Linked DNA regions of Mus musculus: region 2 is linked to region 1. Evidence: chromatin contacts called from public promoter capture Hi-C data. All regions are on one chromosome and are shown on one strand. Each heading gives the region's core, a stretch centred on a gene start, on an enhancer-like site or on the middle of the called end of the contact. The rest is flanking DNA. Distances are from core to core; before and after follow the strand shown.

What was found. Promoter capture Hi-C pulls out the DNA fragments that hold promoters and counts their contacts.
Region 2: a promoter capture Hi-C map of the C10 cell line shows a contact between it and region 1, with 4 times the contacts expected there. The contact joins the promoter of Gca here to the enhancer-like site in region 1. A contact is called at or near these places in 6 of 39 promoter capture datasets (the C10 cell line, hippocampal neurons, liver and 2 more), 1 of 484 Hi-C or Micro-C datasets (rod photoreceptor) and 2 of 9 other capture datasets (adipose tissue and embryonic stem cells).

What each region holds. Positions count from the first base shown.
Region 1 is chr2:61,567,024-61,571,351 of GRCm38.p6, reverse strand. No RefSeq gene overlaps it. Among named protein-coding and RNA genes, the nearest start is that of Tank, 24 kb to the left of the region's middle. Within about 2 kb of position 1,996, at least 5 of the 459 cell types and tissues checked have an H3K27ac peak or open chromatin away from gene starts, as enhancers often do.
Region 2 is chr2:62,661,225-62,665,850 of GRCm38.p6, reverse strand. Gca (grancalcin) reads right to left here and starts at 1,524. Exons shown (of 8, transcript NM_145523.3): 1 at 1,392-1,524. The coding sequence starts at 1,418.

The DNA.
Region 1 (4,328 bases), core at 747-3,246:
GGCACAACAGCAGTAAGAGAGAAATAAGATGTAGAGAAAAGCTGCCAAGACAGGAAAACCATGGCTCTGGGTGCTTTGAGGACTTTAATAAAACAAGTCAGACTCAAGTGTGAGAGCTGACCATGGAAAACGGTTTAGTTTGATGCCCTGACGCTGCTGGGAGGACTAACTAGCTGAAGCTTGCAGAGTGACTTCAGGGTACTTTAATTTATCAGTTAGGTCTCTTTTAAATTTGATTGTATTTAGTAAGGTACCTGATCTGAGATAATCACAAGTTACTGTTACCAGGGGAAAGACTCAAGTAGAGCTAAATGGACAGAGTAATTATGTATGGGGTATGCTACTTCTCTGGCTGAACCTGGCTGTATTCATTTACCTCAAAGAGGAAACAAACATGAAGAGATGAATTGATTTTCTCAATATCAAGCTGACTGATGGTACTGACAGATTTGTAGGGCATTAAAGATCTGAGCTCCAAAGTGTTTGACCATTTGTGACTCTGTAATCTAAAGACGCTAGGAACCTCATATACACATGAACACACACACACACACACACACACAACCCCCCCCCCCACTCACACACCCAACACCACACCACACACTCCACATACAAATAGTAATAGTATTACTAAAAATAGTAAATATTTAAAGGAAGATGGTGCTGTCATTTGGAGACAGGAAGATCCCTTAGCCTTGCTGCCCAGTCAGCAAAATGATGGCTCCAGAAGATATTAGGGTACAATAATACTGACATCCTGTAGCTGATTAAAGCTCTCAGACTTGAAGCTTTAGTTTGCTTCAGACTTTTGTTTTTCTTTGGGTTGAAGATTTAATATGATGGTCTTTCTAAACTTTATAGCTCATTTTTGTTTCCTTTATTATAGTCAAGTCTCTTCAAATAGATAACTGGCAGAGAGTCAAATTATGTCTGATATATCTATATATATGCATATATATATGTATACACACACACACACACGCACACACACGGGTTTAGGTAATCATTTAAAAGTTTGTTCTTCTAGCATAAAGGTCTCCTTCATCCCTTGACATTAGTCAGTGTCCAACTAGGAGACAGAAACCATATGGTAATTTGAGAAGGACATTTTAGTATGGCAAATTATTCGATGTGGTATTCTACTAAGAGTTAGCAAAAATAATTTATGAGAATACCCCAGGTCTCTAAAAGAGCATCCAAATAAGGAACAAATGAGGGGAGAGACCTGCAGGAAGTGCTCTTGGTCCTTCATACCAAAAATGGTCTACATGTCGTTGGGTCAGCAGTGATTGCTTCCCAAGTGGAGAGGGACTGAGCCAGGTAAGTCAACTTTAGGGGTACCTGTGGGGTTCATTGGGAAGCAGTCAGCAGGTATAGTATTGAAGTTTCCCTAGAAGCCTCCCATACATAGACACTACAGCTTGGGGCAAATGTCCAGGCACCAGCCACAAGATAGGAAAAGGAAGCAAATGGAAAAGAGAAGAAAGAAAGAAAAGCTGTGTTTCATTTCTATGCCTCTGTAGCTGCCCATACTGCAAAGGAGAAGCATTTCAATGTTTCAGCCCCACCCCAAGCCCTTTGAAAAGCAAACAGCAGAGGATGGTCTTTGAGCAAAAGGACAGTACATGTGTATCTGGCACCCTTGAGTTTTTCTCTTTATCCTGGTATGCCAGCATTCAACAACAGCACTTATTTAGGTGAATTAGCTATATTAGTTAAAGTTGGAGAAACAAACATTAACTGTAATTTTTTTTTCAGGTACAGTTCCAAAAGTCTGATACTCCCCCAAATCATATGATATTTGAAATAGGTTGCCTCTCATCGTAATGTAAGAAAAATCTTGCTAGTATTGCTTTATGCTTCAGTCATCTATTCATAATCTAGCCATGCATACAAATGGAAGAAGATCGTTTGGTGCACGGACATGTTTTCTTAAGGAGTTACTTCAGCCCAAGTGGTTGGACCAGTTTGGTGTGTAGGCCCTGAGACTTTTGTAATTCTCTCAGGGTGGTTCCCACAGGCTGGGAAACGGAACTGCGAAATGAAAATGCTTTTGTAGGCTAAGGTGGACAGAGAAGACCTACAAAAGGTATATTTAAAGTCACTATGGTTCCTCTCCAGTGAAAGTCCAACACAAGGGGTTTTGCTTAATTCAAAAACCCCTGCGTCTGGTCTTTTGTGATCATCATTTTTATAATGACCTAAATCTGATCTCGTGTTGCTGATTTTGGCAGGTTTCCCACACTTTAATAACCCGTGTTCTCGAACTATTTCTATTTTACTGTGGAATTCAGTGGTCTGTTCTCAAGCCTGAGTGGACAGTCTGGGCCCTATTCTTGCTTCTCCCTTGTGTGAATTCTGTTCTTACTGCCTTGCCTTTACTTGCCCATGGGCTTTGTTCCACTGTGTCCACTCAACAGGAAGCACTCTGTCTCCGTTGTCACAGCGAGCCTACTAGTCACCAATCTGCAAGTCAAGTTTTTGAATTGAAAAGCCTTTTTAAAAACAGTCATTGATGCTGATTTTAAACCATAGTTAAAACATAGTTTTGCCTTCTCTATCAAGTTATTTCCTTCTGTGTTTAGATTTTATATTTATTTGTGTGTTTGTGCATTCGCGTGCGCATGTGTGTGCATGGCCATGTCCAGAAAAGGCATTGTGAACCATCAACTTGACATGGATGCTGGGAATCAAACTCCAGTCTTGCAGAAAAGCACCAAATGGTCTTAACAACTAAGTGCCTCCCCCTCCCGCCCTCCCCCCATCTCCTTTCTCTCCCCCAGATCCATTCCCCATCTGTTTCCCTTCAAAAACAAAGAGCAGGCCTCCCAGGGATATCAACTAACACGGCATAACAAATTATAATAAGCCGGGCGTGGTGGCGTACACCTTTAATCCCAGCACTTGGGAGGCAGAGGCAGGTAGATTTCTGAGTTTGAGGCCAGCCTGGTCTACAGAGTGAGTTCCAGGACAGCCAGGACTACACAGAGAAACCCTGTCTCGAAAAAAACAAAACAAAACAAAACAAAATATAATAAGACTAGGTACAAGTCTCACGTCAAGGCTGGACAAGGCAACCCAGTATCAGCGAAGAGTTCCAAGCACAAGCAAAAGAGTCAGAAATAACCCCAACGGTTGGAGTCCCACAAGAACACAACTGTAATGTGTACTCAGAGGGGGGCCCATGATTCAGTCTCTGGAGGGCCCTATGAGCCCTGCTCAGCTCTGCCCAGTGGAAGCAGCACTAACTCTTAAAAGATGGCAGAAATAAATCCTGACAGAGATTCAGGCTCTTGTTTCTACTCTTGGTCCTCACACTGTGTTGGCTGCTCATCTATGCAGCCTGCGTTGGATAAAACTGTCTGTGGCAACTTGACAGAGATGAGAGGTTTACGTTCCAGAAAGTCTGGAAAAAAAAATGTGAGTTTTTTGTTATTGTTACTGTTTTGTTTTTTGTCCAGCGTCAGACATTTCTTCAGCTGACGGGAAAGAAGCTTGTCATCCCTTAGATGTACTAGAGCCTATGAATGCGGACCCTGGGGTAGCAGAAGGAAGAGGGAATGGGCAAACAGACATGGAGGTGGACTTCTGGGATGGCGTGCTGCTTACTGCCCAGAGAACTAATGGGATGACATTCACAGTATGCTTGAGATTGGTACTGATTTTCAGTCTCTGCTTGGATCTTGAATGATGTGTACTGAGTCTCCCCACCACACTCCACCCTGCCAAAGCCCAGGTATTAAAAAGACGCTTTGTTCCCAGGATGGTGCAAATAGAAAATGGGGGAAATCCTGGGAGGTGTGGCCAGTGGGAGGTACTTGGGTCAGTGCCAGTGTGGGCGTGTCCTAAAAGAGCTTGTTAAGACCTTTATTGTATGATTGAAAGAAAGGTCTCTTTCTCTTCTCTCTCTCTTCTTTTTTTTTTTTTTTTTTTCCTGGACATGAGGGGTCAGTTTAGCTTTGTCACATGATCCAGATAGATATGTCACCCTGGGTATCAGTATTTAAAGTACTGCCCCCAGTTGGTTGTTTTTTTGCAGTCAACATTGCAAACTCTGTGACATTCTATGTCTTGAAAGACCTAAAAGGTGATCCAGTGAAGTGGCAGAACCAGTTCCACAGGGTTGTCCTCTGATCTGTACACGTTCTCTCTAGCATGATGAGCATTACCCACACCACCACAACAACAATAAGTAAAACAAAATAAAAAAACCTTAAAAGTCCTAAAAAAAAAAAGCATTTACATCCCACAAAAGCTGCTGTATTATAGCACAAATAAATGCTGTGTAAATGAATATGAAAATTACACAAAATATTTATTTGGAAATA
Region 2 (4,626 bases), core at 275-2,774, 1.1 Mb before region 1:
TGCAGACACAGGCTGGCCTTGAAACTCTCAACAATTCTGCCTTGGCCTACCGTGCTCAGCTGGTTCTAGCTGGGTTTGGCCCTTGTAAACTAATTTATACAAGGTCTCTGGGAGCTCAGATTAGCCTCAAGCTGAGAATGACCTTGAACTCTTGTAGTTCCTGCCCCCACCTCTCAAGGGCTGGGACTTCAGGCCAGGCTAACATGCCCAATTTATGTGGTTCTGAGGATCCAACCCAGGGGAAACACTCTACCAACTAAGCTACATCCTCAGCTATCTCTGATAAATAATCATTAAACAAATGAAAATTTATTGGAAATGCATCCCGTGAAATATATACTTTATTAGACAAAGGTGTATCTCCTAGCAAAAACTACTTTCTATTTTTTTTTAATATAACAACTAAATATAACAAGTATTAAAAGGTGGACTGATAACATTACCTTAAGGACGTTCTCAGTCCATTTAAATGACTAATGAGGAGTATATATTTGAAAGTGCACAATGCTAGCTGGAATTCAAGCAAGTAACTACAAGCAAACCAGTTTCAGTAAAGTGTGTATTGAAGCTGAAGGCCTAGAACTGAAAAATTACTTTTTAAGCTAATCACTTACTCCCAAGGGTAGGGATTATTTTTTGAAGCCCATAATCACATGTCAATGTCTACACCTATCTGTAACAAAACACTAATGTCTCTTTTTAGGGAACAACAAATAGCAACAGGCCTAGGAAATCTGCTCTCTTCTGCCAGCACTGCAGTGACCACTGCCCAGCCACACTACATAGCCGGCCTCACTGGGCAGAACATTGATGAGGGGAGTGAAAGTTTAGCTTCTTTCGAAAGAGGAAGGGTCTACCCACAGGTTGCAATAATGACTTGAAACTCTCAGAGGTACTGAGGATTAAGGTTACAGAAGAGGGAACAGCCGAACCCCTCCAAAAGCAAAGTCTAGAAAATCCGGTCGCGCTTGGTACTATAGAAAAAGAAAAGTTTAGGAGGCACTGAACGTACATCTCAATTTTTTTTTTCATAAGCAACTTAAAAGACAAGATATGGTGGTAAAAAGATAACTAGAAAAACTACTTAAGTTGGGGATAAATCACAAAAGGTAAATGGAACAAGACATGGTCTTTTGCTCCTCCACTCTATAAACAAAATCTAGAAAGCACAAACACTTCACACCACCGCCTGGACAAGGACGTTTCTTGAGGCTCTGGACCAGACTCCAGCTCGCGGTTCTCCCCTGGGCGCAGGGCCCCGCCCAGCCCTAGCTTCTAGCACCTTACGGTGTCCCGGCGTCGCCTGGTACCAGAGGTCACTGCCAGGGCCACAGGGTGAACTCCGCATGGTGATGCGGCCCGCGGGGTCGCCACAGCTCGCGAGGACTTACCGCCCCTCCGTATCCCGGGTAGGCCATGACCAGGCGATCGAAAGTAACGCGTCACCAGTAAGTCAGCGTCAGCGCGGCTTAGAGCGGGGAAAGCGCAAGTGCGTGCGACAGGTGCGGAAGGTCCGAGCGCAGTGCCGCGCACCTCCGCTCCGGTGAGCCGGCTCTGCCTGGAGTCCCGCCCCCGACCACAGGCCCACCCCTGCCAGAGCAAGCCCCGCCCATCTCACCTGTGATTGGCTGCAGCCTGTCTCCTGGATTCCAGTCCATCTCTCTTACTGGTTCTTTCGAGTTCTTACCAGAAGCCTCCTCCACAGTTATTTCCCCACCCTCCAAGGAGAGCTTCTCCAGGCCATCAACTCCTAGAGTTACTTTTCTCAGTAGAAACCCCAAACCCACCAGGTGATGACTTCTTGTAGCCTATCCGTATTTCCTTTGGACCAGATAATTGTAACTTTGTAGTTACTCACGGTTCTGTGTCGTGTGGATGCAGGATCAGAGTTTCAAAACCATGACCACCATAGCTATTGCCTGCCACACTTGATACCTAATGTGAGAAAGGCTATTTGTAGTTTTATAGATAAATGGTGGCCACAGTTGCCAAAAATAGCAAATAAAAATACAGGATATCTATTGAATTTGATTTTTGAAGAGATTTTTAAAATCTGTATGTCCCAAATACTGAACAAAAAATACATCTGCTTTTTAGAATATTGTTTACATTGCTTACATGGTGTCCTCCATAGTATTTAGTAACTTTACCAGTGATTCAACTTTTGAGAAAACTATTAATACATGATTATATCTGATTATAAACATCAAGAGAACATCTTGGTTTTTATCATTTTGCAAAAAGGAAGGACAAGCCTGCTTTTCTCTGAAATTCCTGAATTTTGTTTCTCCAAGTCTAGAATTCAGAAGAAGAGGGAAGCTTTGGAATTAACTTATAAACAAAAGGGATACCATTTTGATTTCTTTATGAAAAAGAAAAGAGCTAATATTAAAAACTAAGCCCATCAACAACTGTTAAGTATTGACAGAGGAAATCAGCCTTGCAGCCCTGAGTAATTTAACAATCGCTCTGCTGTACTACAGCCGGAAGAACGTGTTGAACCTTGTGAAACAATTTTATCAGAAGAGGCAGAAAGATGCAAGTTGCTAGTATCCACCCTACTATTGAGAAAGTGGCAGTTTCTGCAGCAGTAGCTATTTCTTTAGCTAATATTGGGATCTATTCAAAGAGAAGTAGAATAAAAACCTGCTTGATAAAATAAATGAGAGTGTGACTCAGTAGGTAGCAGGTGATTCTCTTAGCAGAAGAAATCCATGCAAAGCTGTATTCTAATTGACAAACTGCATATGCAAAGTGCTTAGGAAGTGTTGTCTGTAATTGCGACACTAATCCAAATTTAAGATTAGAATTTTTCTGTACTTTCTTTTTATCAAAACAGGTTCTCTGAAGCATTGCCTTTCTGTACCCTGGGAATCAGATCTCCATAGATTCATTTCATGTCTACATGTCCACTTTCGAAGATGGTATTTTCCCTCCAGAACAAACTTTGTACTCCTTTGCTAACAGCTCTTTTAAAGAAACTAAACTTACCTAAACACAGGCTTCCTTCAGTTTGATAGCAAACCCAGTGCTTACGTAATTGAGTGCTCTCAGGGACTCTCCCACTGGCCCAAGGGAGCTTTGCCCAGGCCTCTATTGTACTTTCAGTAATGAAGCCCTTTGTTTCTGACCCAAGAATCCATGCCTCTGCCAACTTGTATGAAAACTGGCAAGCTTGTTGTTAGCTTGCAAGTAGGACAAAATACCAAATACTGACAATGTATCTTCCTTGGAGAAAAGGAGGTAGAGGTAGATACCGAAAGGATTTTCAAATCCACAGCCTATGGCAGGCTTTCTAAATCCAAAATTTAAAGTACAAATTTTGCAGTATTATAAACTGTGTTTTGAAAAATTCACTTTAGCCCACAGATGTTTTTAAATAGTAATAACTTGTCTTTATGATTCAGTTAGCATTGAATAGGCAATAGTATCTTATGAAGACTATTTCATATTATTATGGAATACTCCATATTAATGTGGAATAACATGTATAATATTATGAAAACTATTCCATATTGTTTGGTAACTTTACTAAGTATACATATGCACTAAATATACATATGTGTGCATGTATGTGCCTTAAATCATAAGCTGTTCATTATTCAGCAACATGGCTTTCTGTGTTGACTGAACACCAGGTAACAGACACTGTAAGTTGTAAAGTGTTATTCTTCAATACAGGACTGCATCAGGCATGTGCTGTCATTTTTCTTACTAGAGTGAAAAGTAAGGTTGTTTGTTATTTCAAATAACCACAGCTGCACAGCTGGTATCAGAGATGAAGGCAGAATTCACACAGTTTGCTTGTATATGGTCTCAATTTTTCCTTCCCTCTCCACCTCCAACTATAAAATTTCAAAATATTATAAGAATTATTTACATTGCTAAAAATAAAATATTTAAAGAATATAAAGAATGACAGTAGGTAAATTAACTAGGCAAACAGAAGAGAAAGCATCTTGCTTTGACCAAGAAAAATCAGTCCCCAAATAATAATGTAACCATTTCTCTAATACAGGAGACATATTTTCTGGTGGCGATGAAGTTTATATGATTACAACAACCTGATTGAGCCTGTAATCCCAACCCCAGTGAGATAGAGATAGAATGATTCCCAGGGCTGCTTGGTGGGCTAGCCAAGTATAGTAAGCAAGCTCCAGGCCAGTGTTAAACTCTGCTTCAAAATAAAAGGAGACACAGACTGAGAAAGAACACCTAGGTTGTCCTCTGGCTTCTACATGCACAACTACACCCCTACCAATCTCTCTCCCTCTCCCTCCCCCCCCCCTCTCTCACACATACACACACACACACACACACACACACACACACACACACACACACACACACACAGAGGGGGGTGGAGCGAGGAGGGGTTTTTTAATTTCCTGCACTAAAGATTGAAGAAGGAGCCATTTATTTTAGATGGGACCAAGTCAATCATAAATACTGAGATTATCAGGTCTGAGCATCTGTGAGAACAAATATATACTGTGTCAGGTATACTGTTGAATTTATACCACTAAGAGTTACAGTTTAGCTGATAACATTACAGTGATAGCCCCTTAATAAACTATATATTCTCTTCAGATACAGAACCTATGAGAAGAAGCAAAAAACTCTTAT